Regions from separate parts of the Mus musculus genome. Here all the other regions are linked to region 1. A link is a contact called in public ChIA-PET and HiChIP or PLAC-seq data. All regions are on one chromosome and are shown on one strand. The core of a region is the stretch at or near the end of the contact, and the rest is flanking DNA. Distances in the headings are between cores, read along the strand shown.

Region 1 (6,439 bases), core at 1,484-3,983:
TTGATCCCAGCACCCAAGAGACAGAGACAGGAACTCTTTGTGAGTTCAAGGCCAGCCTGGTCTACAGAATGAGTTCTAGGACAGCCAGAACTACACAAAGAACCCTGGGGTGGGGTGGGAAATGATGACATTATCTAGCTGGGGCTTGTGGGAAAGGCCCATAATCCAAGCTACTCAGGAAGCTGAGGCAGGAAAATCCCAAGACCTGTCTCAGAGTGAGTTGAAGTCCAGCTTGGATAACGTAGTAAAACCCCATCTCAAAATCAAAAGTGGGGCTGGCAAGATGGCTCAGTGGTTAAGAGTGCCCACTGCTCTTCTGAAGGTCCTGAGTTCAAATCCCAGCAACCACATGGTGGCTCACAACCATCCGTAATAAAATCTGATGCCCTCTTCTGGAGTGTCTGAAGACAGCTACAATGTACTTACATATAATAAATAAATAAATATTGTTTAAAAAAAAGAATGTTTTTAAAAAAAAATCAAAAGTGAAAAAGATGGCCAGGGTTCTACCTCAGTGGTATTAGTCTTGATTAGATCCAAACCAAAAACATCAACCATGATGTGGCTGGCAAGAGAGCTCAGTGGCAAAAGCACCTGCTGTCAAGACTGACCCCCGATTCTATCTAGAACCAACAGGAGAACCAACTCTCACAAACTGTCTCCAACCTACCTACCTACTCACCGACACGAGTGAGCACACACATACACACAGGGAGATAGACAGATGGACAGGGAAGTTTTCTGGGGCTAGGGGTGTACCTCAATAGAACATTATTGGCATATATTTAGATCTTTCAAAGTCTTTCCAAGGTATGGGCAACGATCCATAACAGGAGTCTACAAGGCCAGTAGCTTCCAGGGGCAATAGCACAAATCTTCATCCAAGAAGTACAGTAATATCATTAGCTTTGCTTTCTTAATTTCAAGACAGGGTCTCACTCTGTAGCCCAGGCTACACTGACTGATGAACTCACTATAGAAGCAGGACTGACCTCAAACTTAGAGCAATCCTCCTGCCTCAGTCTCTTAAATGCTGGAATTACAGGTGTGCACAACTATGCCCTGACTGCATCATTTTCACAATTTTCTGAAAAGGGGACACAGCTCAGTTGTTAGAATGCAAAATGCCCAGGATCAATCACTGTACAGGGGGAGGAAGGAGACTTAAAAAAAACTTTAAAAGCACAGATTTCTACCTCATATCTTGTTTCTTTCTTATTTTTTGTTTTGCTTCATGAGACAGGGTCTCACTCTGTAGTCCTGGCTGACTTGGTACTCGATATGCAGTCTGGGATCATCTCAAGTACCATGGTAATCCTGCTCCTTCTGCTTCGCAAATGCTGGGGTTACAGCATTTAAGCTACCATACATTGTAAGCTGACCATGTAGCTAAGTGAAAAGGGTTCAGGCCCTGAGTTCAATTTCCATCAACGAAATCAGCAGAAAAATAAAGTGAAGACTCCCCCCACCCCACCCCCAAGACAGCCTCACTATATCAGACTGTCCTTTAACTTTTGGGCATCCTCCTGCTTCTCTCTCAGGAGTGCGGTGATCACAGGCATGCACCACCAAACCAGGGCTTTGGAGTATTTTGTTTTTGAGACGGGGTCTCATATAGCCCAGGTTCGTCCTAAATGTACTATGTAGCCTAAACTAGCCCTTATTGATCGGAAGTGTAGTCTACCACATCTAGAGAAGAGTAAAACTCTTGAATTTGTATCTTGAAAAAAAATACTTCAAGATGTCACTGTTTGCTGTGACTATCTCAAAATGCTGGCCATGACAGATGTTCCCCCAAGGCTTAATCTGTATCTATTCAAGTCAGTGTCCCGATAGCTTTAACTAAACACTACTACTGTGTGAACGCAGGAGACAGTTTTCCAAGGAAAAGACATTGGTGATAGATTCAAAAAGACACAGGTTAATTTCCTCTACTGGTGAGTGAGGGTGGAAATGAACGGAAGTTTCACAAACCGAGAAAGCAGCTATCTGAACCTCGAGGGTATGAAACCACAGAGTTAATAGGAGGCTCACATGCCTCAACAAAACACTACATAATCGCAGTACAGACGTGCCCAGGCGTTCTCTGCAGGGCTAGGTAGGCCACATCCGATTATGATAAGCTTTGAATGCTGCAGGCTACAAGGTTTAGTTTTTCCCTACAGTGACTAAGGAGGCAATTTTAACGAGTGATTTTTCTGGTGCGAATTATACACGCAGCAGCTTCAGAGGACTGAGCGGGGCTCTCCTTATAAGTATGACAGGTTTGCCTTGCAAGCGACCCAGCTGGACTCTGGCCCTTTTTCCAGCCAGTACATGGAAGCGATCGATGGCCCCCGCAGGACCCTGGCGTTCAGTCGCAAGGGAAGGGTGTGGAGTAGGCGCCGCACACAACAAGGTTAGATCAACCTGACCCGCGCTGGACGCGGGACGGCTGGGCCACAGACAGGCAGATGACCAAGTCCATCGGGCCTAACGCGGCAGGAGGTTTCGAGGCCATGCCTGGGGACCGCGGGTAGCCACAGCCCGGCCTGCTCCCCAGCCCACAGGCCCCAGTGCACGGGGACCGAGGGCTCGGAGTCGCGCCAGGCCCTGGCTGCGCCCGCGGCTGAACTCGCAGGCCCCTCACGCCGGTCAGGCCGAAGCCCCGAGCCGGAAGGCCTCACCTCGCGCGGGCGGCGGGCTCTCCGGAGTCTCGGCGGCTCAGCCCACCGTCTCCCAGCCCAGGCCACGGGCGCCGCCGCCATCCTCCCGCGTCAGCGTGGTGGCGTCATTACTGCGCGCGCCTGACGCCAAAACAAACTTGGGCGGCCAAGGGACGGAAGGGAGGCGGAGCCTCCAGACGCGAACGCAAGTGTGTGTAGGGGGGGGGGGGGGTTCGGAGTGCCTGCCAATCAACGTCTTCGGGGCGGAGCAGAGCTCTTTTCCAGGGGTGGGTCTGTTTGCCGCTAGACACCGCTGGGGAGCCATTTGTGGAGGGAAAAGTTCTGGGAAAGGTAATGACCGAGAGAAATGGAAAAAAAATGGCAAGATTCTTCTATAGATGAAGGAGTTCTTGAAGGGCAAGGGAGTGTGTCATCACGCCAGGGCTAATTTTTTTTAATGTATTGATGCAAAAACAAATGAATCACGAGATTTATAACATAAAATAAAAAGTAAAAAAGATTGTTAATGTATTGATGCAAACACAAATGAATCACGAGATTTATAAAATAAAATAACGAATAAAAAAGATTGTTACCAAGCTTGACATGGTGGGCACATTCCTTTAATCTCAGCACTCAGGCAGGAGGATCTCTGAGTTCCAAGCCAGTGTGGTCTACAAAGCTAGTTCCAGGACAGTCAGGGCTATTACAGAGAAACCTGTCTCAAAAATAAACAAAGAAGCTGGACGTGGGGGCACACGTCTTTAATCCTAGCACTCGGGAGGCAGAGGCAGGCAGATTTCTGAGTTCGAGGCCAGCCTGATCTACAAAGTGACTTCCAGGACAGCCAAGGCTATACAGAGAAACCCTGTCTTGAAAAAAAAACAAAAAATTAATTAATTAAAAAAATAAAGATTTTTTTTTTTGTACTAACACACTAGGTTTTGAAACAACTTTTACTTTTTTAAAAAAGACAAAACATCGTTAGCCTGTAATCCTAGTACTTTGGAAGCAGCAACAAGAAAGACTTTAGTTTGAGGCTAGCCTGGTGTATTTATTAAGGTCCTATCTCAATAAAAAAATTCATCAGTGTGTTCCCACATGCCTATAATCCTGGCACTCAGGAATTTAAGGGGATATTGCAGTGAGAGGTTTAAAAAAAAAAAAAGGCCAGGTTATAGAAGTTATAAGTTTTCTTGGGATACAGATTAAGACCATCTTTCAAAATGGCAGCAATGAAATTTGTTTCTCAAAGGGTTATGGGATTACTAAAAACATGAACTTTAACCCAGCCTGGTGTGATTTGGGAAGCAGAGGGGGGACCTCTGAGTTCAAGGCCTGCATGGTCTGTCTATAGCAACAGGATACCCAGGGCTGCTGCACAGGGAGACCTTGCCTAAAAAAAACAGCATGAGGAGGGGTGATACCCAGAGTAGGGCTTCCCCTTCTCAAAAGAGACAGGGAAAGTGGATGGGGGAAGGACCTGTGTGACTGATTACTGAGAGGAAAGGAAGGGGTGATAAAGTGAATAAATAAATAATTTTTAAAGGTTTATTTTTTTTATGTAAGTACACTGTAGCTGTCTTCAGACACACCAGGAGGAGGCGTCAGATGTCATTACGGATGGTTGTGAGCCACCATGTGGTTGTTGGGATTTGAACTCATGAACTCTGGAAGAGCAGTCAATGCTCTTAACTGCTGTGCCATCTCACCAGCCCAATAAATAATTTTAATAACAACAAAAAAGGAGCATTGATTTTGGGGCCAAATCTGGGATCAAATCCAGCTCTGACATTTCCACAGTTATATGAATTCTCGGGGAAGATGTCACCCTCAAGCCTTTCCATACGAATTTCCTATCCTTATATTTACTATGAACATATTGTAATCATGATTTTAGTCTCACAATAAAAAAATAATATAGAAGTCCAGAGTTGATAACACTCAGAAATCTATAGTCTTTTATTTGTCAAGGTATTTGGCAAATAAAGGAACGAGTATTTACTCGTATACGCTGTATATTCAGGTATTGGTTTGGGATCTAGGGAAAAACACAGGCTTAGCAGGAACGTGTTCTGGTGTGATGGCAACTGGTCCCAGGACATCTATCTGAATGGTCAACTCCACCTTGTCTATATAGATCTACAGCTGTAGAACACTGTGACCGTGCTTAGACCTAGGTAGCTATGCCTAGGCACCGGCATCTTGGCTATCATCCCAACCGTCTGCGCTAGCTCTGAGATAAAACCCATAAAGCCTTTAAGCCCCTGGCCACAGAGCAAAGTCTTCCCCCACTCAACCTCCGATCCCAGCCCATGGCAGAGTAGGGACTTAGGGAGCAAACATCAGGGTAAATGTAGGTCACTGTAGGAGGGTTGTAATCCCCACCCCACCAATGGCTGGCCAGAGCAGCCATCCCTGCTTACAGAAGCAGGCTATTCCTGGCCATTTACTAGGTCTAGAAAACTATCAGGATCCGAAGCTCCAGCACACCACTCCCAACTATACGCCCATGCTGAGGGAGGTGTCCCAGGATGACATGCCCTGGAGTCATTTTTAGTACAAGCTCATGTTGACTATAAAAATGCCCATGTTGGAGTTAAGAGATTCTTTCATTCCTTATTCTCCACGCTGTACTCTTTATTTTTAGATTGGGTGCTAGAGACACAAAAAGCACCCTTTACCTTTGAGGAGTCCACATCTGTGAATTTTCACTGGGATGTAGGTAGTCACAATCCAGTGTTATGCGGAGACAGGGAAAAGCCCCAGCTCTGTGTATATCTTGAGATACTTTCCATTCAGCTTATATTCAATTACAGAGTACTTTCTAGAAGAGGTGAGGACAATCAAGAAATAGCTGTTTCTTGACCAAGAAGAACGATGAAAGAATATTCTAACAACAACAACAACAACAACAACAACAACAACAAAATAGACGTGAGCTGTCCATGCCTTTAATCCTAGCACTCAGGAGGCAAAAGTAGGCAAATCTCTGTGAGTCTGAGGCCAGCCTAGTCTACAGATAGTTTCAGGACAGCTAGGGCTACACACACACACACACACACACACACACACACACACACACACATTGAAAAAATATATATATAGCCAGCAAGATGGTGACCTGAGTTAAATCCCTGAGATCTGTGTAGTGGAAGGAGAGAGTCGATTCCTGTTAAGTTTTTTTCTCCTGACTTCCACACGTGTACTGTGTCACATCTGCCAGCACCCTCTCTCATACCTACACACAATAGATGTATTTTATAAAACAGATAGACAGGCTTAGCAAGGTGATACACAACTTTAGGTCCAGTATTCAGGAGGTAGAAGTGGGAAGATCTTTATGTATTTGAGGCCAGCTTGGTCTATGTAGTGTTTTCCAGGACAGCCAGGACGACATAGTGAGATATAAAAGTCTAGGTCAATGAGGGGCTTGGGGCTGGGGCTGGCTCAGAAGAGCATTGACTGCTCTTCCAGAGGTCCTGAGTTCAATTCCCAGCAACCACATGGTGGCTCACAACCATCTGTAAAGGGATCCAATGCCCTCTTCTGGTGTGCTTGAAGAGAGCAACAGCGTGCTCACATACATTAAATAAATAAATACTTTATTTTATTTTATTTTATTTTTTGGTTTTTTGAGACAGGGTTTCTCTGTATAGCCCTGACTGACCTGGAAGTCACTTTGTAGACCAGGCTGGCCTCCAACTCAGAAATCTGCCTGCCTCTGCCTCCTGAGTGCTGGGATTAAAGGCGTGAGTCACCACCACCCGGCTTTGGTGCCACTTTTTTAATGA
Region 2 (6,186 bases), core at 2,998-5,497, 440 kb before region 1:
AGTGACCCTGTTGCTACACTGGGGATAGGGACAGTTCAGAGCTTGGCTTTGCTAATCCTGTGTGGCATCACCCCACTCCCAGCTTTGGCTTCTGTGGCCACAGCATTTTCTGATTTTCTCCAAATCTTTCTGTTCTCACCTTTCCATTTGGAATCTCCTTCCTCAGCTTGTTTTTTAGTTGTAGATAACCCACAAGGAATTTGGGCCTTCTCTTTGGCCTCCTCTAGTGAAGAATTCAGTTCATTTCCATAACTTGAATGATGACCTGACCTCTAATAAGTCGATAATTTATTATTCTATCTCACTAGATCTCATAAGTTACAGACCACCTCCTGAAGAGCTCACCTGGACATACCACATGCAACTCAAATTTACCTCCTTGGTTTTATTTATTTATTGGTTTTTTGAGACAGGGTTTCTCTGTATAGCCCTGGTTGTCCTGGAACTCACTCTGTAGATCAGGCTGGCCTCGAACTCAGAAATCAACCTGCCTCTGCCTCCCAAGTGCTGGGATTAAAGGCCTTCACCACCACTGCCCAGCTTGGTTTTATTTTTTAATTCATTTTGAATGACTTTATTTTATGAGCATTGTTTGGTGTTTTGCCTGCATGTCTGTCTGTATGAGGATGTCAGATCCCCTGGAACTGGAGTTACAGAGAGTTGTAAGCTGCCATGGGCTTAGAATTGAACCCTGGTTCTCTAGAAGAACAGCTAAAGTTCTTAATGGTTGAACCATCTCTCCACCACTATCCCTTATTTTTATTTATTCCTCTAGGTTTTCTGGAAAGGTTTTGTATAGCCTTGGCTGTCCTCAAACTAGCTCTATAGACCAGGCTGGCCTCAAACAGAGAGATCCATCGGCCTCTGCCTCCTAAGTACTAGGACTAAAGTCATGTGCCACCATTGCCTGTTGCCTTTTTATTTTTAAAGACTTACAAAAATTATTCATATTTATTTAGTTATGTGTAGGAATATTTTGCCTGCAAGTATAATTGTGTACCACATGCTTGCCTGGTGCCCAGGGAGGCCAGAAGAGGATGTTAGGCTGCCTGGAATTACTGCCTGGATGGTTTTGAGATACCAGGTTGGTACTGTAATACCAGGTCCTCTGCAAGAGCAACAAGTGTTCTTAACTACTGAGCCATCCCTCTAGCCCCCTCTGTTTTCCTCTGTAAGCAGGAGGAAACTAGCATGACATTCTTCTGGAATCTTCTACAACGCTAGCTGCTAGGCACCCGGAATTCCATTCCATTGGGAATTCTAAAATTGCCCCTAAAATGAGAAACTAAATCTACTGACCATTTTTTCATGTGTCGGGCACTATAACTCATCCAGGTCATCCTCTCAGCTCTGAGGTATCATCACCTCCATTTCTCGGATGAGAACACTGGGATGCAAGAGATTAAAGCTTAAATAACCTGAGCGAGTCATGCAAGTACGAAGAGAGGGGAGAGAGTCAAACCCTAATTGCCCTGGGTATCATCATCCCCTGTTTCCTCAGTCGAACGGATATCTGATGACAAGACAAAAAAACCCAAAAATCTAAAAGTAGAAAAGCGTTTGCTGAGTCCTAATGTGTGTGAAATGCTTCACACAAGGCAGCTTTATCTATCCCTTGCAACTCTTTCAAATAAGCAAACTATAAACCCCAGAAGGCAGTTTCTGTAAGCCAGCAAATGGGTTTGAATTTCCCCACCTGTACCCTTATTAGCTTCTTCCTAACACCAGTAAACAGCATTTTATAGCTGAAGAAACAGGTCCAGCCCAGGGTCACACATCTAATCAGAGATAAAAATCAGGATTAGGACCTGGCTTCTCGACTCTAGCAGATTTTATTTAAGTACCCACGGGGGTTCTGGGAGAATCCAGGAACCTTAACTTTTTTCCTGTTTGGTACCATTTCCTGAAAATTAGCATAACTTTTGTGGGAGGGGCAATACTCGGAGTCAGACAAAAGGCCGTGTACAGGTAGGTAGGTGCTCTGTCAATCTAATTTCCTGCCCTAGCGATACTTTCAAAGGGCTCAACTGACCTCCAAGGGCTTCACCTCCGGCTTTTGGTGGGTTTCTTCGCTAGGCTTCTGTGGATGTCCACTGTATGGCATAGTTCTGTTCTCCCAACAGCCTTTGCTCTCACTGTATCCACAGACTTGGATACTGAGCTTCAACACATCCCATTTCCCTGTGCTCCTGGCAGTAATGAGTAACTCATCCTTAGTAATGAGGCTGTGTCTATTAAGTCAGCCCCAGTGGCCTTCCTCCATGATTTAGCCAAGATCAAAGCCCCTCTGCGAGGCTTACTCGAGGTCCTGTTAGGGAAGAACTAACATTTTATTCATCCTCTGCCCTAGCCTTTGTTCTGTACCGGGATAGCAGGCTTCCTTTCTTTCAGGCTCTGTTTGGAATAGTAGTCTTTCCAGTTACTTCCTTTCCCAGTGTGAATCAACTATGCACATGAAGGCATTCTTTCCAGAATGGTTGTGTTTTCATACACCCTAAACTTCTAGGACGATGACAAACAAACTATGGATGGAATTAATGAGACATCTAGTCAGTATCAGAATCTTTCCTGGGGATTCAGGAGGAAAAAATGCTACCTAGCAAGGCAGGAAATCACTGTGGAGTCCTATGATGCTGAGCAGAAGGTTTAAAGGCCAGCCAGCATCTTATTTCATGACTGACAGGTGAGAGAAGATCTTCCCAGAAAGGGAGTGGGAGGCAGGCATTTAGACATAGAAAGTAGGGCCAACAGCTAAAATAGAGGAACTGGTGACATTTAGTGGGGGAATTGACAGGAATAGCAGGCACAAATATATTTCTCTAGAACCACAGTAGTAGAAAGACCCTGGGACATTCAGACAAAATCCCAACCAATCCTAAAAGTATGAATGGCATTTAAACTTTTTTTTTTCAACCAGTAGCATCCTTCTAGTGAACATCTTTAGGAGTGGGAAACACCTTAGAAAATAAACATTTTTTGAAGGTGTATGCTGAAATCAGATAAACCGCTGTTCATTTTCAATAACTATAGGTAAATCTCAGCATTTGTTGAGTGCCTCCTGTATGTCAGAGGTTGTAGACACGGAACTATAAATATGAATAATACAGGACTTGCCTCTGCTTTATAAGTTTAGTTTCATGAGGAAGCTGGGTGTGTAAACATGCAAATCAAATAGGGGAAGTAGAGGCTGACAGACACAGAAGATGTGCAACACTCGGCAGAACATCAAGGAAGTCGTCACACATCAAGGCAACATTTAAACTGGGGCTTAAAGGATGTTGAGGAGTTGGAGGACGGCATGATGGAGGGGATCAGAGGAAGAGAGAAAAATCAGTACTCAAGGCTTGCCAGTTTCCAAAGTTCAGAACGATGCAAACGAGAGTGGAGTCCAATTCTCAAGGGACTTTCCAGCTTTGCTGTGAAAAGTGGATTTGATCCCAGAGGCCCGAGGAAGCCTGTGAAAGGTTTTAGGCAGAAGCAGCTCACTCTACCAGAAAGTACTGAAGGAGAGACTGCAAAAATGTGGGGACAAGAAGGAAAGGTCCTAGTGGCGCAAGGAATGTGGCCAGAAGAAAAAAAACAAAAAAAAAAAAACAAAAAAACAAAACAAAACAAAAAAAACAAACAAACCTTCAGTGTCAGAATTAAGGAAAAAATATAAAAGTTCAGATTGAGGTGTGAAGGTCTCCTCCAGTATCCTTTATCTCTGGTGGGGAGGAACCAAAGCGTCTCGCTCTCGATTGGCTCCACCGAGTGTTGCAGCGAGGCCGTCTCGTTACCTTTCTTCCTAGACAGGGAAACTGAGGCCCAGGGTCCTCAAGTAGAAACAGAGAGAAAAAGATAACCGAATCCGTCTTCCAAGACGCTAACCACAGATCACATGTGGTCTTGCAAGGGTCCCAAGGCCTGCCCCACTTCCCCATCCCCCATTCCCCAAGGGGCTGAGTTTGCTATGGAAACAGTCCTCCCACCCTCCTCCGCGCCTAGGGCTCCTCAATGCACTCTGGGAAATGTAGTCCATTTGTTTACAAGCCCGCGGCACGAGCCCACTCCACAGCCCTAAGAGACTACATGTTCCAGCAGGCAGAGCAAACACTTGGGCGGTCTCTGGGGGCGAGGTCCCAACGGAGGGACCGGAACCTCCCAATAGGCAACCTCCTGGGCGGATCCTGCGTCTCCATTGGCCAGAGCAGCTCGCGGGAGGCGGGGTCAGCGGAATGAGGCGCGGAGCTGTTCGCCGCTCCAGGTGCTGAGTCCGAGGGAGGCTCCGGATGCCAGAGCCGCGGTCGCTGTAACCATCGCCGCCGCGAGAGCCGTCTCTAGGAAGCCCCGGTCGCGAGGAGCTGGGAGGCGCCGCGTGCGCTGCCCCGCACCGAGCGCCCTCCTGTGCGCCACCTGAGGTGGGTGCTAAGGACTTGCTTTTGTTTTATTGAGGAGAGGGGGGCCTGGGGAGTTGATGGGACGTGTCCTCGCCGCACTTAACACCATCTGTCCGTGGAGCTGGAGGGACTGACTGCGGGCCTCTTCGTGGCCCAGGGCCTGAGGTCGGAGCAACCTCGGCTGGGTTTTGTCGTATGGTGAAAGAGCTTCTTGAGTGTAAGGGATGAAGGGCTGGAAGACCCTCTCTGGTCTCTCGTAGGAGAGCGTGAAAAAGGCTTGGAGTCTCCCTTTTCCTGCGCCTAAAGTCAAGGCTGCTTGGGTTGTTGAGGATGGAGGGACTGTTCTGGGATGAGAGGTTTGGAGATAGAGGGACCCTTCCTTACAACACCCCAGCTCGAGGCTGCAAACAGGCTGCAAACAGGGATTGGGATGTGACTGATGAGACACCTCCCCTCCTCTTAGACTCTCCTAGGTTTCGAGTTGTTAGGGAGACCCTTCCCTTTGCCCTCCTTTACATCCAGGCTCTCCCCTTATGACTTGCTCACAGTTGGGTTCTTTGTGGGATATTTGTTTTTGGGAATGGAGAAAGTGAAGGGCTGCAGGACTCCTCCCCACCCTGCTCCAAGCACTGATGGATGCTTGGGTCTTCTGTGATGGAGCCGCACCTAAGGTCTGAATAGCCTGGGTGTGGGAGGTGGGTAGAAGTGAGAGTCTGAGGTACCCCTCCCTACCTGGATCTTATTTCCCAGGCCCTCTCCACCTAGATCCAGGTCCCAGGCAGTAGAGAGTGGAGATCATCTCTCTTGCTCCGCCACACCCCGGGAATTAGAGCTCCAGCACCACGGCTAAGAGTCTAGATGGGCACCTGAGGGAAAGGACCCAGTGGTCTCCCTCTCCAGCAACCCGCAGCTCCTCCGCGTTCGCGGATCCTGGAGGGATGCTCCGCTGCATGCCGAGCGCGCTCCAGATCTGGACGCCGAGATCTGGTACCCTGCGAGCAGGGGTTGCTCTCAGGTGCCCGGCTTTCGCGCTCTGCCCAGGCATCCACGGGAGGACAAAGCGGCGGTGGCGGCACTGGCAGGCGTGCAGGGCTGGACTGCGCGAGGGGCGCGGCTGAGGAAGGGGGGCTTCGGGCGCGGCACGGGTAGCTTCCACGGAAACGTGCTAGGAGAAGAGAGAGCGAGAGAGACAAAGCGCGCTCGCTCCTCGCGGGCCCGCGCGAGCCGGGATGGAAAATCCCGAGGGAGGAGGTGGCTGTGCTGTGCTGGGTCCTGTGCCATACACTCTTCTCTGTCCCCACCTTCCAACCCCACTGCCAGTCCTGCCCCAAGAATGCGATGGGATTGATGGTTACTAGAGGCAGGACTTGTGACCACGAGGACAGGGATGACCAGGGACTCTACCTTGCAGTTGAGGGGATCTGAAGAAGCATGCTGACTAAACCCATTCAACCTCATGCCCTATCAGCTATATTAGGACAAATTTGGTTTTGTGGCTAGATGTGATTTTTATTGATAGTGGTGTGTGGGGCAGAGCGTGAGTGAAAATGTGACTGGATGAATGTGTCTGTCCATGCTCCAGTATTCACGCGTGTGCCTTGCTGTGGTGAGGCTATGCATATGGCTGGGGGAGGGGTGGGAAGAAGGAGGAGGAAGAGGAACCAAGCTTAGATGTAGAAGGTAGCAAGACAGTTATCCTTTTAACTCTCAAGTCACAGTTGCTGACCTAAGGTTCAACTTCAGGATGAAGGCAGCTTTAAACTGCCTCGGGTCCAACCTGAAGGACTGGCTATATTCCAGTCAGTGA
Region 3 (5,751 bases), core at 1,893-4,392, 270 kb before region 1:
AAATTGTTTTCCCCTTTCTAGATCTCCCCTTCGGAAATCCCCTACCTATCCTATCCGCCCTCCCCTGTAGCTTTTTTTTTTTTTTTAAGTTAAAAAAATTGTCTTTCTTTTTATGGAGACTATCAGCTAACTTAGATATAATTTACTTCCAGTCACAGTGGATAAGATATTCTTATTTCAACAGTATGTGCTAAACAGTCTTTTCTAGGGCTCCGGTTTTCCGCTTGTTTTGTTTCTTTTTCTTGAGACAGGATCTCTCAGTTGCAGCTCAGGCTAACCTGGGATTCATTACATAGCCCAGGGGGCCTTGAACTCTCTAACTCTCAGCCTCCTAAGTAATGATTAGACATCATATCTTAAATTATAAGTCACCAGAAATTACTCTTTAGAAAACATAAAATAGGGGGCTGGTGAGATGGCTCAGTGGGTAAGAGCACCCGATTGCTCTTCCGAAGGTCCAGAGTTCAAATCCCAGCAACCACATGGTGGCTCATAACCATCCGTAACAAGATCTGACTCCCTCTTCTGGTGTGTCTGAAGACAGCTATAGTGTACTTACATATAATAATAAATAAATCTTTAAAAAAAAAAAAAAAAAAAAGAAAACATAAAATAGAAAACAAAATTGTGGCTCAGGCCTATAATCCCAGCACTTGGGATGCTAAAAGTCGTCCTCAGTTACAGAGTCTGAGGCCAGCCTGGGCTACATGAAACTCTATCTTGAAAAAAAATTAAAAATATAAATGCATAATTTATTTACTAATAACATGTGTTATGTTTCATAACACTATGATTTTTAAGCCCTTTTACTAGCATCATTGTTACAAAGTATGCAAATTCTACAGATTCCAGCCAGGCAGTGGTGGCACACGCCTTTAATCCCAGCACTCAGGAGGCAGAGGCAGGAGGATTTCTGAGTTCAAGGCCAGCCTGGTCTACAGAGTGAGTTCCAGGACAGCCAGGGTTATAGAGAGAAACCCGGGTCTCAGAAAAACCAACCAAACAAACAAACCCTACAGATTCCTTTTTATAAATCATTAAAACAAAACAAAAAAAAAAAAGCAAATAAAGAACAGAGTGGTAATAGTCACCTGTCCAAACTAAATAAAAATTCACATTTTTTTAAAGTTGTTTGATCACAAATGGGTCGGGTACCAAAGAGAAAATTATTCCTTACTTCAAGGAATTACTTCTCTGTTTTGGCCATTCAATCTCTACAACAAAGAATAAATTCTTAGCTACTTATCAAAAAAATATTAACTTATAGAAAGCATTAGGATACTATTTCCTCTTGTAAGGAGGCAGAGGCAGGAAGATCTCTGAGTTCAAGGTCAGCATGGTGAGTTCCAGGACAGCCAGGGCTACACAGAGAAACCCTGATTCTAAGAGCATCATTTACACAACTTTTATAGAACATCTCCACACTCTAGAATTTCCTCTACCAAGAAACTTAGCAGACCAGCCACATAAATGAAACATGCTTTTGGTTTAAAAAAAAGGGGGGGGGGGCAGGGACAGGCTGATCTCTGAGTTCAAGGCCATCCTTGTCTACAGAGAAGAGTCCAGCCAGGGCTAAACACAGAAGCCCTGTCTCCAGTGGGGAAGGGTATGGAGAGGGGATCAGGCTTATGGTTTCCATCTTTGTCTCTCTTTTTCTCTTTGGTTCGAGGTGCTAGAAATGAAACCCACTTGCATGGCAAGTACTGCCTTCTCTCTCCACCAGGGTGGTGATTTTTCCACACATTTGCCAGGAAAGAAAAATCAAATATAACTCAAGTAAACAGCCTAAGACCCATGTCGGGAAGCAAAAGCTATCTGTATGAAATCACAATGGAACTTGAACAAAATAGGAAGCCTGGGTAGATTCCTCAAGGACCTCACCAGGTAAAGAAGTAAAAATGACCCCAGGAAGCAGTTGCAGACTTTAAAATCTGCTCCCCCTAAGTCTTTAAATCCGAGATCGATTGGCTCTCAGATATAAGGAGCCAAACAGCTGAGCATATATAGCCTGTTAGATGAGCTGCCCAAAACTGAGAGGGGTCGTTCTCCCCGCCCCCCAATAACAGCGGAGATTGCATTCTCTCCAACACATAACCCAGTGATCTCGATTGGTTCCCCAAGACTTGTTAAATTAGGTGTTTTCTATTTATACTGACCCATTACACAACGCGGTGACCAGCCTTTTGGCTTGGTGTGCAGAGTAACAGAAATTTTCCGAACATTTCCCAAATATTTCCTGATAATTGTGACATGAGATGGTCCAATGAGACGACAAAATACAGGAGACACTCAAAAGAGTAAGAGCACCGTGTTCCCAAACGCCAATACCTCAGCACTCTAAAAGTCCCAACCGGAGTCAGAGGTTTCAACAGCCCCCAAGAAGCTGCATTCCTGCATTCACACACCCGCCCTGCTGTCTCTGCCCTCCTCACACACAACGGCTTCTTCCTCCTCCTCCTCCTCCTCCTCCTCCGCCACCTCTCAGTGCTCCAGGGAGGTTCACCCAGGCTCGCACGGTCACGGACTGCGAAGGGCTCAGTCCTTCAGCCTTCACGCCCGCTTCTCTCACACTCAAACCTCCTTCACCGTCTCCGTCTCTCTCAGGGTCGCACACACTCCAGAGCCACCCTCACGCCCACGGTTTTCCTCCTCGCACTCTGGGTTTTTCCGTCTACACACACACACAAACAAACACACACACACACACACACACACACACACACGGCCCCTTACACTCACCATCTCACAGTTTTTCACAAACAGTCCCCCTTACACTCGGGATCTTGCACACTCACAAAGCCACCCTCGGGGTCTCTCTCCCCACACACGCGCCCGCGCGCGCGCCTGCGTCTTCCTCACACGGCGGTCCACTCCAGGGATCCACGCTCCCGGCGTCCTCTTCTCAGCCGCCGCGTCTCTCCCGCGCCCTCCGCCCCACGCGGTTTCCGGCCCCGCATCCAGCACGCGGCCACGGAGGCCACGCAAGAGTGTTCGGCCGCACACCAGAACGACCCCGAGCCGAACCGGAGCCAGCCCCTCACCTCCTCGGCCTCGCCAGCTACCTCCTCGTGGCCCGGAGCTTCCAGGATGCTCGGTCGCGCCGTCGCCCCGGCGGCCGCTCAAGCCCCGCCCACGCCACGTCACTCGCACCGGATCGCGACAGCGCGCGCCGCCAGGGGACCCGGCTCGGAGCGGGGGCCCCAGGCGGCGTTGCTTCCGGGCACTGGAGCACGCCGGGGCCCTGGGCGATCCGCGTACCGTTACGGAGCAGCCTCCAGCAGGCCGCGCCCGGACTCTCCCCGCGGGCTGTGACTGGGGTGCGGTCACCCTCACCTGGGATGGACACTCCCCGGCTCCCCACGCAGTCACTTGAAGCCTCTGGGGCTCCACGTGAGGATGCTGCTGCTTGGAGCTCTAACGGGCCCACACACACCTTCTCCTCCTTGGCCTTTGGGGACTGCACGCCCAGTGGGACCCCAGACAGTTGACACAAAGAGCTCTGGACCGCCTCCCTATCTAGATAACTGCCTCCCTTCAGCCCGGGAACCCAGGAAGAAATACACTCCCGGGACCGGTGCTCTGACACTCAGTTCAGACTCCATTAGACCCAGGAAGGCTGCCACTTCTGGCTCTCTTCGCTTTGTCCTGGTCTCCCCCGACCCTGCTGACACCCCTCTTGGGGATGCTGGGACATCCTGACCTTTTCTTCTCCCGTTGGTTGCTCCTCTATCTCCTTTTAGGTTATCTTTTTCCTCTAGTGGCGCTGGCGTTCATTCTAAGACTTCCTGCCTTTTATATTCCACCGGACCTTCTAACAACTGACCAGTCTGGCAGGGATAAATATAGTCTAACGAGACAGTTGTGCTTTTCTCGTAGGCTATCAGACTTTAAAAACAAAACAAAACAAAAAAAAAAAAAAAAAAACAAAAAACAAGAACAAAAAACCCAAGAAATCAGTATTTCCTCCAGGAATAGCCTGCTAGGAGATCAAGTGGACGAAACATCTAAAGGAGGAACATATCTCCTGGCTAAATATTTACAACTTGTCAGATACCTTGAAAGAAACAGACTTGGGAGTTTGTTTGCAAGGGACCCCATTCTTTCTGCATTTCTCGCTTAAGATTTAAACCTTATTGAGAGATAAGTAGTGTGCCGGGCAATAGTGCCCATACCTTTAATCTCAGCATTCAGGAGGCAGTGGGAAGTCACTCTATGTGAATTCGAGGCCATCCTGGTCTACAAATCGAGTCCAGGACAGCCAGGGTTCTGTTACACTTAAACTTTGGAAAAACCAAATAATTAACTAAACCTCTCCTAAAGTGCTCTCCTTCCTCCTTCCTGATGAATGAAAAAAACAGGGACATGATCACTCCTAGGTATGGTTGAAGAGAAGGTTTTTTGTTTTTTGTTTTTTGAGACAGGGTTTCTCTGTATAGCCCTGGCTGTCCTGGAACTCACTCTGTAGACCAGGCTGGCCTCAGACTCAGAAATCCACCTGCCTCTGCCTCCCAAGTGCTAGAATTAAAGGCATTGCACCACCACTGCCCGGCGAAGAGAAGGTTTTTATTGTAGCTATTAGGGAGAGCACAGCCAGAGGCATTTGGAAGAATCCAGCCTGAACATAGCCAACAGGATAGACCAGGCCATGAGAGGTGACAGGGTGGGGGAAAGCAGGAAAAGAGAGAGAGAGAGAGAGAGAGAGAGAGAGAGAGAGAGAGAGAGAGAGCAAGCAAATGAATGAAGAGAGGTGGCAAGGACCAAGAGGCCATGAGAAGAACCAAGAGAACACTTAGCCAAAATGTCAGAGAGTATACAGGAAAGAGAAGCTGGTGAGAAATACTAATTCTTTTTTTTTTTTCTTTTGGTTTTTCTAGACAGGGTTTCTCTGTATAGCTCTGGCTGTCCTAGAACTCACTTTGTAGACCAGGCTGGCCTCGAACTCAGAAATCTGCCTGCCTCTGCTTCCTGAGTGCTGGGATTAAAGGCTTGCGCCACCACACCTGGCTCGAGAAATACTAATACAATTTCTTGATTGGGTAGTAACAGAGCCTGGCCTCGTCCACTTTAACATGTTAATAGGAACCACACAGCCTTTGGTCCCAGGTTTCTTAGGAAGTTAACAACCTATAGGCGTAGGATGCAGTCCTTGAGGACCCCTTGTTGGTGCTGCCCCTTTTGGGTTCTCGTCTTCGAAACCTTGATCAGTCTCTGACGCAGCTCAAAGGGGCCCTGAGTTCAGGCTCCAGCTCCAAAGAAGGAGCATGGCAGGAATCCAACAGATCTGAGGATGAGGGAGGCTCCCCAGCACAAGCCAGCAGCCAGACTCTGATTCCCTAGCAAGAGGAAGGGTAGTACGGGGGGTGAGGGGTGGGGAGCAGGATATGAGACCACCAATACTTCTTTGATGTAAGCTCCCTACCCCACCTGAGAAACGCCATTACCAAGAGATCCACAATGAGTCAGGCAGTGACTATTAGAATTTGGGGAGGGGAAACTGCTGTAGGTATTGCAGCCTGGGCAGCAGCTGGACACCCTTACATCCTTACACACCTTCTGGAAGAATAAGTGAGCCTGCATAGATTTAGGTCAGTTGAGCCTGACCCTTCACTTATGGAATCAGTCCCTCCAGCATCGCCTCTCCATTCAATAAGAGCCACCCATTTGTCCTTGCAATAGCTATATATAGAAATCTGGCTTCCAGTGATTGCTGTCTCCCATCCACATAGGGAATCTGCTGAGCCCAAAGCTGGT
Region 4 (5,692 bases), core at 2,478-4,977, 400 kb after region 1:
GGAAAGCTGCAGACAGGTAGAGGAACCAGTCCCAGAGAGATGTGTCTCGTAAGCTGCAGAGCTTGCAGGGCAGAGCTAGCTAAGCTCTCTGATACCAGATATTGAGCTACAGGGTTTGCTGTTTCCACTGCTGAGTTCCAATCTTGCTTTGGTTTAGTATTTCTTCTCTGTGTGGCCATTCCTCCCCTTTGAAGTGATAATATATATTCTGTGCTGGTATATGTTGGAGAATGTAATTTGTGTTTTTATTTTACAGAGGGTTACAATTAAGAGATTGTCTTGAAAGCCAGGCGTGGGGGCGCATGCCTTTAATCCCAGCACTTGGGAGGCAGAGGCAGGTGGATCTCTGTAAATTTGAAGCCAGTCTAGTCTAAGTAATGAGTTTCAGGCCAGCCAGGGAGACATAGTCTCAAAACCAAAACAACAAAATACAACAACAACAACAACAAATAACCAAAAACATTGCCTGAGTCTCAGAAGAGACCTGAACTTTATGCTGTGTTGAGAACTATGAAAGAAAGGCTATGAAGACTTTTGAAGTTTGATTAAATGCATTATCATAAGGCTAATGGCCTGTGGGGCCAGAGAGTGGAAGGTAGTGGTTTGAGTGAGAAATGTCTCTCACATGCTTAGGCACACTTGGTCCCCCGCTGATGGCGCTGTTTGGGGGCGGTTAGGAGCTGCAGCCTTGCAGAAGGAAGTTTGCCACTGGGAACGGACTGGAGAGAGTACGGTGTCACTGTACTTTCAGTTTGCTTTCTCTGCTTCCTGCTCCCCTCTCTCGGTTTTCCTGCCCCTGCTACACAGACTGCCGCTGGCCACCATGGCTGCCTTGCCCTGGCGGACTCATGCCTCTGCAACCATAAGCCCAAACACATGCTTCTATAATCCGCCTTGTCGTGGTATTTTAGCGCGGACACAGGAAGTAAGTAACTAATGTGTTTGTGAAGATGCCTCTGAGATGGGCTGCTAAGGAGCTTGATAGTGCTTCTTCCCAAAAGGCTCAGTTGGAGTAGTGCTCTCCAGGAGGACCAGGGTTTTCGGTAAAAAAAAAAAAATCTAAGAAGGAATATAGGGATCTGTTGCATGCAGGATGCTCTTTAGACATGCAGGAGATGTATCCTGGAGGTAGGAGACTCTGGGGTGTAGAAGGCTATGACTCTGAGTCTCTTTCCTTGCTGGGGACATTAATTAACCCTTCCTCCATCTTCATTTCTCTATCTGACTCTGGGTTCTCTGTTTCCAGATAACAACTGAGGAGTCATATGTGTTTCTGAAGCCAGAATAACCTTGATATTATCTTCAAATTTGAGCTTTATCAGTCAGTCCTAAAAGCAAGAATTTAAATTATAGAGAGGTTAACTTGCATAAGGACCCAGATTGGCATGTGACAGAGCAGAATTATGTCACATTTACTTCACACATGTGACTTACATATTTGTAGTGATAGATACACTTTCTGTTCCTATCTGCCCAGTGTGGGGTAGCTACCCCAGGAACTTACCATTTTAGAGCTTTCAAAACTGTCCTGGGTCTCACTATGTAGACCAGGCTGGCTTCAACCTCACAGAGATCTCCCTGCCTCTGCCTTCCAGTGCTAGGAGTAATATGAGTGCTGCCAGGCTAAGGGGAGAGAGAGAGAGAGAGAGGTTCTGTCCCCTAGAAGTTCCAGAAGGGGCCCCCAGAGTTCTAACTAGAAAATCTCTGTAGCCTGGGGCAGTAGCAGAGAGGAATCCTGACAGGAGAGTGTGGTGTGTGTGTGTGTGTGTGTGTGTGTGTGTGTGTGTGTGTGTGTGTGTTTCTAAGTCCTTTGGAGTAATCTGGGACGAGAGAGTCTAGTGGAGGAGACCTATATTGAATTTGAAGATGGGAGCTTCTAAAAGGAATTATGCTTGATTTAAGGGCAATAAAGAATTTAGATCTTTTGGGGCTGGAGCAATGGCTCAGTGGTCAGCAGCCTGTATTTCTTTTGTAGAGGACTTGTGTTTGGCTCCCAGCACCCAGCACAATCACCTGTAATTCCAGCTCCAACAGGCCCTGACATCTTTGGCTCCATGGAGTACAGACACAAACACATATAATAAATAGTAATAATAATAATTGTCTTTTTCCAGACAGAATCTAACTACATAGCCCTGAGTGGCTTGAAACTCACTATATAGACCAGGTTGGACTTAAACTCACAGAGATCCTCTTGCTTCTGCCTCCAGAGTGCTGGGATCAAAGGCATGAGCTGTCATTCCTGGCCCCCAAACAAGTCTTTTTATTTTAATTTTTTAAAATGTGCATTGGTGGGCTGGTGAGATGGCTCAGTGGGTAAGAGCACCCGACTGCTCTTCCGAAGGTCAGGAGTTCAAATCCCAGCAACCACATGGTGGCTCACAACCATCTGTAACAAGATCTGACTCCCTCTTCTGGAGTGTCTGAAGACAGCTACAGTGTACTTACATATAATAAATAAATAAATCTTTAAAAAAAAAATGTGCATTGGTGTTTTGCCTGCATGTGTGTCTGTGTGAGAGTGTCAGATCTTGGAGTTACAGACAGTTGTGAGCTGTCATACATGTGCTAGGGTTTGAACCTGGGTCCTTTGGAAGAGTGCTTAGTGCTCTTAACTGCTGAGCCATCTCTCTGACTCCCCCTGACCCACAAATAAATCTTTTTCTAAAGGTTTGTTTATTTATTTTATATATATGAGTGATATATATATATCACTAGGAGAGGGAATCACATCCCATTATAAATGGTTATGAACACCCCACCCCACCCCCTATGCAGTTGCTGGGAATTGAACTCAGGACCTCTGGAGGAACAGCCATTACTCTTAACCTATGATCCATCTCTTCAGCTCCCCTCAAATAAATCTTTTCTTAAAAAAAGCATGTGGTGGCACATGCTTCAATTCTAACACTCTGGAGCCTGAGGCAGGCAGATCTGTGAGTTTGAGGCCAGCCTGGTTTACATAGTGAGTTTCAGGTCAGCCAGGGCTACTACTCTGTCTCAATCCCCATCACACCCCTAAACAAAAACAATAAAACCCCCCAAAACAAAAAACAAAACATTTGAAGAAAAAAATTAGACATTTTGTGTTATCAATACTAAATTCTTATACTTCACACCTTACATTGTAGTTGCTCACATTTTCAGTTGGGTAAGGCATTTGTTTAGGTCTGTCTCCTTCAACCTGTTATTTCCTTCAAGGGCAGGAATCCCTGAGTGCTCCTCATGATGTGCCTGGCACTTAACACATACTTTGAGAGTGCAGCAGCCATATCTTTACTAGAATTCCAGCAAATTTGGGAGGCAAAGGTGGGAGAATCGCAAATTTGAGGCCAGCATGTGACCCTGTTTCTAATACACACATGCACACGTGCGCGCACATGTACACACACTCACACACAATTTAAAATAAAAGAAAATGAGCAAAAACCCTAGATTAGTTGGGGTCTTCCCAAGAGTGATTTAGAGGAGAAACTAGATACATGACACGTTTTGAGGAGAGTAGGATTCTTGGAAGACAAATTGTAGATGGGAGGTGGAAGAGAGTGTATTTTCCCTGTGAAAGGTTATGGGGGAAAATGAGAGTGGGCATGCTTTAGAGTCAGGGGGCACTTGGCAAACTCCGCCCAGAGCCACGATGCTCCTGCGAAGTGACGCAGCGCGGTTTGGCCGCTGTGGGGCGCCGTAGTTCGCGCTGTTGCCAGGGGAACGGGCCCCGCGCCGGGCAAGGCCCAGCCTGCCTTGGCCTGGCACGGCTGCACTGCCAGCGGGTCCTTGCTAAGGCGGAAGGACTCTGAGGCCCAACCTCCGTCCGGGATGGAGCCGCGCTCCGGGACGCGTCTCCTCCGTGTCCGGGGGACCGACTTTGCCCGGACGGTCTGAAGTGCGGCCGCCCTGGGGAGGGTGGACGGGCAGGGCGGGGCCGAGCCGCTGGCTGACCTTGGCAGGCCGCATCTGGCGCGGCTGCCACCACGCGCAGGTGAGGAGCGGCTGCAGCGTTTCTCACCTCCGAGCTTGGCCTGAGCCACCGGCCCGCGCTGCGCCGGTGCCTGGCGGGACTCTGGGCCTGTCTCGGCCTGCTGCTGGGTTTCGCCGACCCAGTGGAGCGCGGGACTTCCTTTTATCATTAATCAGGGCCATAGATCCGCACTGAGCGCCCACCGATCGCCAGGCAATGTGCCATGCGTCGGGCCTCCGAGCCTTCAGCCTTCGCAACCCACAGAGAATTAAGTGATGGGTTGGGGAAACAGGCGCCAGACACGTGACTAGAGTAATTTCAGGTCTCATTAAGGGTTCGGGTGGGCCCTAAAGGTGATGCTTAAACACGGAGGCTGGGAAGGAGCCGGAATTGCGACTAGGGGAAGGGTGTTTCTGAAAGAGGGAAAAGCGAACAAAAAAGTCCAGGTAGCAGAGCATTAGTATAGTATGGGACGGAAATGCTAGGGTAGTTCCTAAAGTGAGGGTTTTCAACTTTTATCCCAGAACGTGAAGGGAGTCCCTGAAGCGTTTAATGAGTTTCAAATTTTCAAAAGGGCTTTATCCTCTCTGTCTGCTGAGCAGAAATCATTTGAAGATTACCATAGTGCAGCGAGTGTAGCCGAGCCTCCTGGAACCCACAAATCTCTCCCGGTCCTCATCTGTGCATACGGAGTGTTGTTGTCATGTTCTCGTGTCACGTGTCATGAGACAAAGTAACAGGGGATCGTGGAGGTGGGGTGGATGGGGGAGGCCACATATGAGACCAAGGACTAGAGATCTGTGGGAACAGTTTGAAATCATAGGGCTACCTCAGAGTATTGAATTAAGTGAATTTCTGTGTAAGCGCTTCAAGCAGCGCCTGGCGTAGAATAAGTGCCTTCTAAGTGGCAGCAACGGCTGTTATTATGGAAACAGCATAAGGGCTCAGTGATCTTAGGGTAGCAGAGCTGGTAAGAAGTGGGTGGCTTCACTTCCTTTACCAAGGGCGAGCTAGGTTAGATGAGGGTGGTCACTCCTTTTGTGGAGCTGATGTTTTGGTTGTGGGAGACCAGCTGTATACAGATAATCACCAGGAGATGTAATAAAAGCAGCTGTGGTGTTTAATTAGCCTAGATTTTTCTCCCCCTATTGTTTTTCTTACTTTGTTCTGTCACCCTTTGTTCTTAATGACTTTTCTTGGTGGGTGTTCCCCGAGGCTGGCTCCTACAATCACCAGTTGATTTCCTGGTTAGAAGTCAGCAACCCTTGCCTCCTTCCCTTGATTTGGTTTCTGGTCCCTGCTGCCCTCTGTTACTCTTCCTGGACTTGTATCCCAGTGTTTGTGGTGGCTGCTGCGGAGGAGAACAATATGGAAATGTTTGCGCAGCATGTCAACTCAGGAACCATTTCAAGTTTCTCTTGCCATAGCAACTGACTTCAGCATATTGTTTATGAGAGAGAGAGAGTAAAGGCCCAGCCGCATTATCTGAGACCAAAGACCAGAGAGGCCTTTGAGAACAGCTTTAAGCTCTAGCTTATTTTCTGGAAGTGATGTGATATGTATCCCTCAGTTGAACCGTAGCTACTTAGACTGTTTAAGAACACAGATTTTCCTGGCACCTGTGGGGAGTTTTAATAAACACTGTACTTGCCCTAGAAGTCTTTTATAAGTGACTCTCTGCACTTAAACCAATGTGCTCTGCAAAGCGTTTTCTCCCCGGCTCCCCTGTATGCG

What was found. ChIA-PET counts read pairs in DNA pulled down with a chosen protein or histone mark. HiChIP or PLAC-seq counts read pairs in DNA pulled down with a chosen protein or histone mark.
Region 2: an H3K27ac HiChIP or PLAC-seq map of microglia shows a contact between it and region 1, with 4 times the contacts expected there. The contact joins the promoter of Smpd3 here to the promoter of Pskh1 in region 1. A contact is called at or near these places in 1 of 39 promoter capture datasets (pre-B cells), 1 of 115 datasets of contacts at active chromatin or transcription factors (microglia) and 1 of 9 other capture datasets (pancreatic islet).
Region 3: an RNA polymerase II ChIA-PET map of memory CD8 T cells shows a contact between it and region 1, with 42 read pairs. The contact joins the promoter of Slc7a6 here to the promoter of Pskh1 in region 1. A contact is called at or near these places in 1 of 484 Hi-C or Micro-C datasets (embryonic stem cells), 3 of 115 datasets of contacts at active chromatin or transcription factors (effector CD8 T cells, embryonic stem cells and memory CD8 T cells) and 3 of 9 other capture datasets (adipose tissue, liver and pancreatic islet).
Region 4: a FOXA1 HiChIP or PLAC-seq map of pancreatic cancer cells shows a contact between it and region 1. The contact joins the promoter of Zdhhc1 here to the promoter of Pskh1 in region 1. A contact is called at or near these places in 4 of 39 promoter capture datasets (cranial neural crest, frontonasal cranial neural crest, neural stem cells and 1 more) and 2 of 115 datasets of contacts at active chromatin or transcription factors (large pre-B cells and pancreatic cancer cells).

Annotation. Positions count from the first base shown.
Region 1 is chr8:105,896,768-105,903,206 of GRCm38.p6, reverse strand. It overlaps Pskh1 (protein serine kinase H1), which reads right to left and starts at 2,733. Exons shown (of 3, transcript NM_173432.2): 1 at 2,667-2,733.
Region 2 is chr8:106,336,026-106,342,211 of GRCm38.p6, reverse strand. It overlaps Smpd3 (sphingomyelin phosphodiesterase 3, neutral), which reads left to right and starts at 4,247. Exons shown (of 9, transcript NM_021491.4): 1 at 4,247-4,400.
Region 3 is chr8:106,166,245-106,171,995 of GRCm38.p6, reverse strand. It overlaps Slc7a6 (solute carrier family 7 (cationic amino acid transporter, y+ system), member 6), which reads right to left and starts at 3,142. Exons shown (of 10, transcript NM_178798.4): 1 at 3,042-3,142.
Region 4 is chr8:105,495,097-105,500,788 of GRCm38.p6, reverse strand. It overlaps Zdhhc1 (zinc finger, DHHC domain containing 1), which reads left to right and starts at 3,727. Exons shown (of 14, transcript NM_175160.5): 1 at 3,727-3,979.